3 separate regions of the Zea mays genome follow, and all the other regions are linked to region 1. A link is a contact called in public Hi-C data. All regions are on one chromosome and are shown on one strand. Each heading gives the region's core, a stretch centred on a gene start, on an enhancer-like site or on the middle of the called end of the contact. The rest is flanking DNA. Distances are from core to core; before and after follow the strand shown.

Region 1 (2,965 bases), core at 326-2,825:
CATCATGGTGCTAATGGCTCGACATAATTTGGCATATCAATCATAATTGGTATCATTCTTAGGGCAGCTAACTTTTGGCGAGATTGGTTTTGGTACAAATTAAATAGTTAATCTATAAGGTGGCTATCTACTCAATATTTCAGTCAAAAAAAGTATATATAATCTGTAGTGCTCACCGTGCAGAATAAATCAACAATAAGATGGTGTGTCGTCGCAACGCACGAGTATAAAGTGAGAGGAGAAAGGCATTAGGATATTTATTTAAGCCTAATGATATTTAAATATTTTTAAAGAGGCAAAATATGTTACGTTTAAGTAAATGTATATAATAAAATAATAATGTTAATATTAAATCAGTATCATTATATTTTTATAGCGCATAAATCTTTATGATTCTTTGTACACCCTTCGTCTCATAATATAATTCGTTTTACACTAATTATACATTCATTAAAAAACATATGAATGTAAATTTGCATATATGTCTATATTTATTACAATTTGAATGAACGTGGACAAAAAAAAGTGGACTAGAAAGAACTATATTTTAGGACGGTTGGATTATTTGTTTGCATAGTATTTATAGTACTGAAAATTATTGCAGTTTTTAATTTACTATATTTTCATAATACAGCTATTCGAAATATAGTTATCTATAATTTTCTGTCTTAGACAGTTTGCTTCAAAACAGTTAGGCTAGTTTGGAAACCACATTTTTCTAACGTGGCGTTTGGATCCCTTCATTTTAAAGGAATTGGAATTCACTCAATAAAGTAACTTATTTAGTTTGGAATTTGGCATTCCACCACTTTCCAAAGTTCAGATATAAGCTTATCTCAAATTCATAGGGTGGAAGATAGGAAATGATTTTATTCATGATTAGAATTTGTTTCTAATCTATAACTTATATGACACTCTTCGTTTTACTCCTCTATAGTAAAAATGTAGCACATAAATATGTAGGACATCTTGCTAATAATAGTATACAAATATATTTCATATAAAAGTGAATTAGCTTAATTGATATATATCTAAATTACTATTATTAGAATGGAATTCAATTCCAGTGATCCAAACGGGGCGTAAGAGATTTTCATTTTCTCAAGTAAAATTAGTACATTTTTTCTTGGAAAAATATAAATCGCTTTAGAAAATGGAGTTCCAAAGGTAGCCATTAGAATTGCTTCCCCCTCCCCCTAGTATGGCACAGTACTAGAAATGTGAAAGAAAAAGAAAAGGGGTCCGTGCGTGGTTTTGGTTTCTACACGAGGAGTCCGTGCCATGACCTCTTCGCCGTCGACGACAAAGGTCCAGATAAGACCGGCTGGGCTCCCTCTCCCCCGGCCGGGTTCGCCGTCGTCATCGGCGCCGGCAACCAACGCAGCCAGGTCAACGGGAGATGCGCAGGGGATTCGCATGAGAAAGGTTCTGATGATCCAATTCTCGCGTTGGTCAATGTTGTTCAGATTCGTCAGACCTGTAGAATACAGAGAGAAATCCGAGGTCTTTTTCTCTCTTAATAAATAAATGAATATACAGAGTACTGATAATACGTGCCGGAACGAACCTTCGTAATAGACGCAGACGCAGACCATCTTCCTCTCGATGCCGCCTCCTTTCTTACACCTGACGTCCTCCCTGACCTCTATATAGACGGGCGCCGAGCGCGAGCTCGGCGGCACATCACCCAGCCACTCCAGCGGTCCAGCCAGCCACAAGGCAGCTGCTTCATGTGCACCTACACTACCTAGTCGCAGTCGGCACCTCTTCCTCCTTCGGCGACGCGAGCTGAGCGGTCCTGACGAGCAAGGCGCCATGGCCATCCGCGAGAGCTCCCAGATGCCGGAACTGCTCCGGCTCCCTCTGCCGCCGCCGGCGACGACGGGGAGCCCGTACTCTGTGTGCTTGAGCGTGCCGGCGTCGCCGTCGGGGCTGCACCTCGGCGTGTGCGCGTCCGTCCGCAGCGTGGCGCCGGCTCCACAGCCACAGCCGGCAGAGGACCAGCAGCTGCTGCAGAACCAGGCGCGGTACCACTCGCAGCCGACGCTGACGATCCGGACCGAGGAGCCGCCGCCGCTGCAGCGGGTGCGCACCGTGTCGCGCAGCGACAGCGCGCGCGACCGCCGCTTCGACCACTTCAAGACCTTCTCCGGCCGCCTGGAGCGGCAGCTGTCCAACCTCCGCGGGGTGGTGCCCGTGGACATCGAGCCCGCCGGCGCCGACTCTACCTCGAACAAGATCATCTCCGAGGAGGAGACCGACGACGACGACGAGGTCCCCAGCGCGGACCGCTACTTCGCCGCCCTGGAGGGCCCCGAGCTGGAGACGCTGAGACCGACAGAGGTGTCGGCGCTGCCCGAGGACGAGACGTGGCCGTTCCTGCTGCGGTTCCCGATCAACGCGTTCGGGATGTGCCTGGGCGTGAGCAGCCAGGCCATGCTGTGGAAGACGCTGCAGTCGGAGCCGTCCACGGCGTTCCTCCACGTGAGCCCCGCCGTGAACCACGTGCTCTGGTGGGTCTCCGCCTCGCTTATGGCGCTCGTCTCCTTCATCTACCTCTTCAAGGTCGTGTTCTACTTCGAGGCGGTCCGGCGCGAGTTCCACCACCCGATCCGCGTCAACTTCTTCTTCGCGCCGTGGATCGCCTGCCTCTTCCTCGTCAAGGGCCTGCCGCACCCGGTGTGGACCATCCACCACGTGGTGTGGTACATCCTCATGGCGCCCATCTTCCTCCTCGACCTCAAGATCTACGGCCAGTGGATGTCCGGCGGCGCCCGGCGGCTGTCCAAGGTGGCCAACCCGACCAACCACCTCGCCGTCGTGGGCAACTTCGTGGGCGCGCTGCTGGGCGCCAAGATGGGGCTTCGCGAGGTGCCCATCTTCTTCTTCGCCGTCGGGGTGGTGCACTACCTGGTGCTGTTCGTGACTCTGTACCAGAGGCTCCCCAGCAACGCGCAGCTCCCCA
Region 2 (2,965 bases), core at 158-2,657, 240 kb before region 1:
CCCACTTTAATGCTATGGTGTACTAATTATTTAGTACCATATTGGAAGTTCAAAGGACAAATCAATCAACTTAAATAGGTGGACCATTGGTGCATCTATTGAGAAGTTGAGAAAAGGATGAAGGACTGCCACACGCGCGCGCGCGCCGCCGCCGCCGCCGGCTCGTGGCTGTAGATCGGACCTTGGTCCGAATATTCCTTTCAAACGGTTTCGCATTTTGCCTGGAGCGATGACCGTCATGATAACCGTCTGTTTCCTGTCTTATGGCTAGTAACGGACGTCAGTTACTGTCGTCAGTTTCTAGTTCTAATGCGCGACCGTTTCTGTCCGTTGTTCTTCTCCCTCCTTCTGACCGCCTATAAGAATAGAGAGGGAGGGCTCTTCCAGTTATGCGAATTATCTCACGCGAATTGCAAACAACACATTCCCGTCCCATCTTCTGCGAGCACAGAGAGAGTGGGAGAGCAGGCCTCCGAAATCACCGACCGCAGAGATACACTTGCACGGGTGTGCGGGCGATCAGATTTTTGGGGAGCGTCTTCGCGACTGCTCGCGTGACCTGTTTGTCCAGCTGCTTCGTTCACAGCTTGCTGTTCGTCGCCTTCCCGAGTTGACGCGTGCTGCTGTTCTTCTTCCCGGCGACCGTTCGAGGGACTGCACAGCGTACATCTTCCTGCACCGACTTCGTACGGCTACATCGAACAAACACACGAGATGTCTCGTGTGAATGGAGCCACTGATGCCTTGAGCATCGGTCCCTCCGCTGGGTACACTCTGTTCTTCGTATTTGTGCATGTTTCATTGCTGTTTACTGCTTATGCGAGTAGTTATACACACATGCACATACATGTCATCACATATATCGCACTGTTTTTCTGGATTAAATTAAAACTAAAAATGCCTAACTTTCTAACAGAGTGTCCGAAAAGAACACTCGGTAAAATATTTGGCACTCGCTAAAGAGCCGAATTCCGGTAGTGAATAGAGAGGTGACCGGTCATTTGGAGCATTGTGCTAGTTTAAAATAATCTGGAAGTGATAGGACTATTGCTTACCAACTGACAGTGCATCAACCACACTTCACCACATGTAACTTTGCTGACAATATCTCTGGGAGCACCAAAATCTGTGCGACGTTTGAAAAGAGATGGAGGGGCAGTGCACTGCACTGTACGTGCGTGTCGCGCTCTCACTCTAGGGCCACTGCACAAGCTAAGCTTCTGACTCACTGCGGCATGCCACGATGGAGTGAGTGGTGCACAATTTACCAGCCTCGACATGCATCCTCCACCCAATCACAATTCACAACATAAAAAATGTGACGTTTAGGTTTTAGGTCGTGTGCTGGCTGGTGCACGTGCTACCTACCTCTCTCGTCCTCCTTCCATGCCATGCATGCACGGGCATGATTATTGGGATGGAGGCCCACCCACCACGGATGAAATCGGGCCGGCCGGGCCTCTTCATGGCACTAGCACTACCATTGGTTTTGGTTCGATTGCTTATTGGGCCACTGACACTACCATTGGTTTGCACCAGCACGGATGCAAAATCCAAGGGCTACTTGTATTCGTCAGGCAGCCATGATGATAACGACTGTCTGGAGATCGGCGGGTGTGGTGTGGTGTGGTGTGCTGCCCTAGCTACGGCTCTCTGCTGCGACGGCGGATCGCTAGCGTCGTCTGATACGGAGGAGGCTCCGCCGTGCCTGGAGTCTGGAGACGGCAAAGACGAGGTCCTTGACGCCATCGCCGGAGGCGCGGAGGTGCGCGAGGATCTTGCCGAACTTCGCCCTGGGCCGCTGCGTGACGGCGATGTTGGAACCGGACCGCCGACACACGGCGTGTCCGTCCGGGCCGCCCGCACACACGGCGCGGCCACCCAGGTTGTCGGGCCGCGACACACGCGCCCGCACGTATAGCAGCGGGCTTTAGGTCTCTTGGGCCAACACTCCCCCAAAAAGCTAGCCTGTCAGAGGGTTGCGCCCTTAACCTTATAAACCATGCTATCACACTCTCACCACACAATGTGGGACTATTCCCAACAATCTCCCCCTCACACATTGTGAGCCGAGATTTGTCTGAGAATGCACTGGGCCAACCTGGCTCTGATACCAATTGTTGGAACCGGACTGCCGACACACGGCGTGTCCGTCGGGGCCGCCCGCACACACGGCGCGCCCACCCAGGCTGTCGGGCCGCGACACACGCGCCCGCACGTATAGCAGCGGGCTTTAGGTCTCTTGGGCCAACACTCCCCCAAAAAGCTAGCCTGTCAGAGGGTTGCGCCCTTAACCTTATAAACCATGCTATCACACTCTCACCACACAATGTGGGACTATTCCCAACAGGCGATGGACATACACGTCGTTGGGGAACAGGTCCTTGCGCACGAACGCGCGGTACATGGTGGTCACCAGCACGCCAGCGACGGTGACGGTGGCCACCCCGGACAGCCCCACGGCCAGCGCCCGGGTGAGTACGTTGGTCACCGCAGACGCGTACACGGCCGTCGCGATGGCCACGCTCGTCATCGGGAACGTGTACGCCCACCATATGCCAGCGAGAAGCGGACGCCTCGGAACAGGTTGAGGCGCACCACCAGCGACATGTAGAGGAAGAGGGATGTGAAGTAGAAGATCTTGGCCACGTAGTTGAAGTCGCCGCACAGCCTTGCCCAGCCGACGGACGCGATGCTAGGCGCGGCGATGAAGAGGATGAAGACCGGGTGGAGCTCCCCTGGGAAGCTACGCGTTGGTGGGGAGCCTCTGGTACAGCGTCACGAACAGCACCAGGTAGTGCATCACCCCGACGGCGAAGAAGAAGATGGGCACCTCGCGGAGCCCCATCTTGGCGCCCAGCAGCGTGCCCAAGAAGTTGCCCACCACAACGAGGTGGTTGGTCGGGGTGGCCACCTTGGACAGCCGCCGGTCCCGGACATCCACTGCCTGTAGATCTTGAGGTCC
Region 3 (2,965 bases), core at 333-2,832, 190 kb before region 1:
TGATATTCCAGAATTTATCCCAGATTCTGATTTTGTCCCCACTTTTGGGAAGAATGGTGACCCTAGCAATTTTGTTGATGACTGCAGGATGAGGTCTCAGACCTAGAGTCTCGCCTAAACTCCTAGGTATACCCAGCCTGGCAGGTTCATAATATTGAGCATAATCTTCAAACTGGTCCTTAGTGTAAAGATCTACTCCCTGAGAGATCATGTCATAATCCAGACTGTTAGCGGTGGCAAATTCAGCAAAGGTAGCCACGTAGCGCTTAAACCCAGTCATCCAGACAAATCAACTGATCTTGAATATTAATTTCAGCAGTAGCAAGAAACTGCTTGACAATCAGATCATTGAAGTCAGTCTGTTGTCCCATAAACTCATATAATCCACATGCTTGAAACTTAGCAAGTAATCCTTCCATGACTGTTTGACCCTGCATATATTCCCAGTCAATTACTTGATGCTTATGAAATTTGATGTACAAAAGAGTTCCCCAGAAGACATCGAACTGCAGCTGAGTATGAAAATACTGAATGTTTGTGTCATTTAGAAGAGAAAATTGATCAACAGTCCTTTTAGAAGAATATTCAGCCATAGAGAATCTCATCCTGGGATACGTCCACCCTGTGATGTTAATAGGATAGTCCGGATGCGAGTGTGGAGCATCTTCAGCATCCAAAGAGACACTGCCCCGGCTGATGATTGGGCCTCGGAGTCTGTGGTAGGGTTATAATCAGAATCATCTGCACGACGTCGTTTGGACAAATACCGTCCTGCTAGCTTCTTCTTCAGACCACCAAATTCACTGAAATAGAATATGAAGAATCCCAATAATAATAAGATGATAACCTAAAAAATGAGAGCAAGATCTATAGGGAGCTCTGCCAGAGGGCGGACCGTCCGCGTGCCCACGACCGGACTATCCGCGACAGACCAGGCGAATTTCAAACCCCAAAATGCCCCCGAAAGTTCAATCTTAAAATTAGAACAAGATATCCATTGAAATGAAACCATGTTTTTGTAAGAACCAATTTGTAAGTAATAAGAAAAGAGTTGATCTCTTTATTGGTTTTGCCCTCTACTTATTAGAACATATGAACAACCATATTTAAAGTGAATAATTTTCTCTAATAAAACATAAATAATACATACATCATGTTGGAGTTTATTTGGTTGTACATTTAATAATAGTAATACTAACAAATATATATTAATGACCAAATTGGGACCTAACCTAATTTACCATTTAGAAATTGGAAATAATATAGAAAGGGAAAGAGAAGAATACTACACAATACAAAATAAATATATATATATAAATAAATTCTTTCCATACTGGTGTGTTTAATTCCTACCTTTAACTTGAGTACAAAACTCACAACAATATTTGAATTCAAATTTGAAATCTAAAAATAAAAAGAAAAGAAAACAGAAAAGAAAAAAGGGAAAAGAAAAAGAAAAGCCACGCTTGGGCCGTTTCCTATCAGTCGGCCCATTTACGCCTTTACGCAGCCGGCCCAACCCCTCCACACGCGCGCCCAACGTCGTCGACACTGCGGCTATCAGGCGGGGCCTGCTTGTCCGCGTCTCACGCATGCTCAGACCGGGGGTCTTTGTTACGCTCACAGCAGGGACCCACTGGTCAGCCGTCATCCCTCCCGCAATGGTCATGCCGAGATGCCTACCGCCGCGCGGAATTCTCGATTGTTGACCCTGTCGATTATCGAGCGAGCATAAAGGGGAGCACCGAGTTCTGCCTTCCCTTTCCACCACCCGCAAACCAAAGACTAGCTCCAAAACCGCTTTGTAGCGTGCAGATTCGTCATTGCGCCAGGAGCGTAGGGTTGCGCCGCCACGGAACCTCACCTCCATCGGCGCCTAGTGCCTGAATTCGGACCGAAGGCCTCTGCGGGACCTGTGTGAAGCCAGCCACGACAATTTCGGGTGAGATTGGCGGCTCATCGGCCACCAATTGCTCACCGGAGTTCCACACTGTCGCGGATCCTCGCATTGCCGTGGGCAAGGAGCTACGCGTCTTAACCACCGGTAAGCCAGTGACCATCGTGTCGTCATTCCCTACTCTTCACGTTTGGCTTGCATTAGTGGGAAACGAGGTCCGGGATGGCCGATTGCGCGAACTCCGGTGTGGTGCGCCGCCGCGACTCTACGCAGTCGCGTCGGGGGAAGAAGATAACACGCGCACTGTTGGATGGTGTGTGGGCGGCCAGATTAAAACTGGGCGAACTCCCGTGGGCGATTTGATCGGGGCCGTATGGTTTGATTGGACGGTTCAGGGTGACTCAAGCTTCGTAAAATCAGAATCGTTGAACCTAGATCCAATGAGCACGATATCATACCAGTTCAGTTTAAGTGCTGTGTGATCCTGGCGCTCGTTCTTTAATCGGGTGGCCGAGATTCACGCGTACCCCTTCGCGAAGACAACTTTACATATGAACCCCTATGCTTTATAGGAATCAATCCACAGTACGGGTTAAGGTTAAAACCATTACAGAATGGCCCAGAATCTTGCAGGGAGGCCCCTGCAGAACCACAGAATACTGTGCGCAGTCCAGAATTCGAAGGAATTGAATAAATGAATATAGAAAATATTTTTCTAGTATAACATTAAATCTAGAACTTGTTTAATTCCTAGAAAATTCATTTTAACTCCTTTTTAATCCATTCCATTTGCAATAATTATGTTTTAATATTTTTTATCACCTGGTAACTCTGTTTAGTTATGAAACAATAGATTAAAATTGTCCACTTGATTTATTCTATACTAAGCACTTAATAACTTCGGAAAATCATAACTCGTAAACCGTAACTCCGAATTTAGTGATTATTGAACCTACTATCTCGTTATGATGCATAGATTATTATCATGTATTCTGTACTCATGTTTGGTATGATGTTAATTTCTCATATAGCATGTTTGTTTGTATTGCTACGAGTAGACGAGCAAGT

What was found. A called contact is a pair of places that touch in the nucleus more often than the background predicts.
Region 2: a Hi-C map of ear shows a contact between it and region 1, with 2.3 times the contacts expected there. The contact joins the enhancer-like site here to the promoter of LOC103637029 in region 1. A contact is called at or near these places in 3 of 25 Hi-C or Micro-C datasets (ear and leaf).
Region 3: a Hi-C map of bundle sheath shows a contact between it and region 1, with 2.3 times the contacts expected there. The contact joins the enhancer-like site here to the promoter of LOC103637029 in region 1. A contact is called at or near these places in 2 of 25 Hi-C or Micro-C datasets (bundle sheath and leaf).

What each region holds. Positions count from the first base shown.
Region 1 is chr8:76,971,757-76,974,721 of Zm-B73-REFERENCE-NAM-5.0, forward strand. LOC103637029 (S-type anion channel SLAH2) reads left to right here and starts at 1,576. Exons shown (of 2, transcript XM_020542562.2): 1 at 1,576-2,965. The coding sequence starts at 1,816.
Region 2 is chr8:76,731,919-76,734,883 of Zm-B73-REFERENCE-NAM-5.0, forward strand. It overlaps the pseudogene LOC103637028. Among protein-coding and RNA genes, the nearest start is that of LOC100383493, 150 kb to the left of the region's middle. Within about 2 kb of position 1,408, at least 17 of the 20 cell types and tissues checked have an H3K27ac peak or open chromatin away from gene starts, as enhancers often do. A contact at or near this core is called in ear and leaf, where this site is marked.
Region 3 is chr8:76,782,854-76,785,818 of Zm-B73-REFERENCE-NAM-5.0, forward strand. No RefSeq gene overlaps it. Among protein-coding and RNA genes, the nearest start is that of LOC103637029, 190 kb to the right of the region's middle. Within about 2 kb of position 1,583, at least 18 of the 20 cell types and tissues checked have an H3K27ac peak or open chromatin away from gene starts, as enhancers often do. A contact at or near this core is called in bundle sheath and leaf, where this site is marked.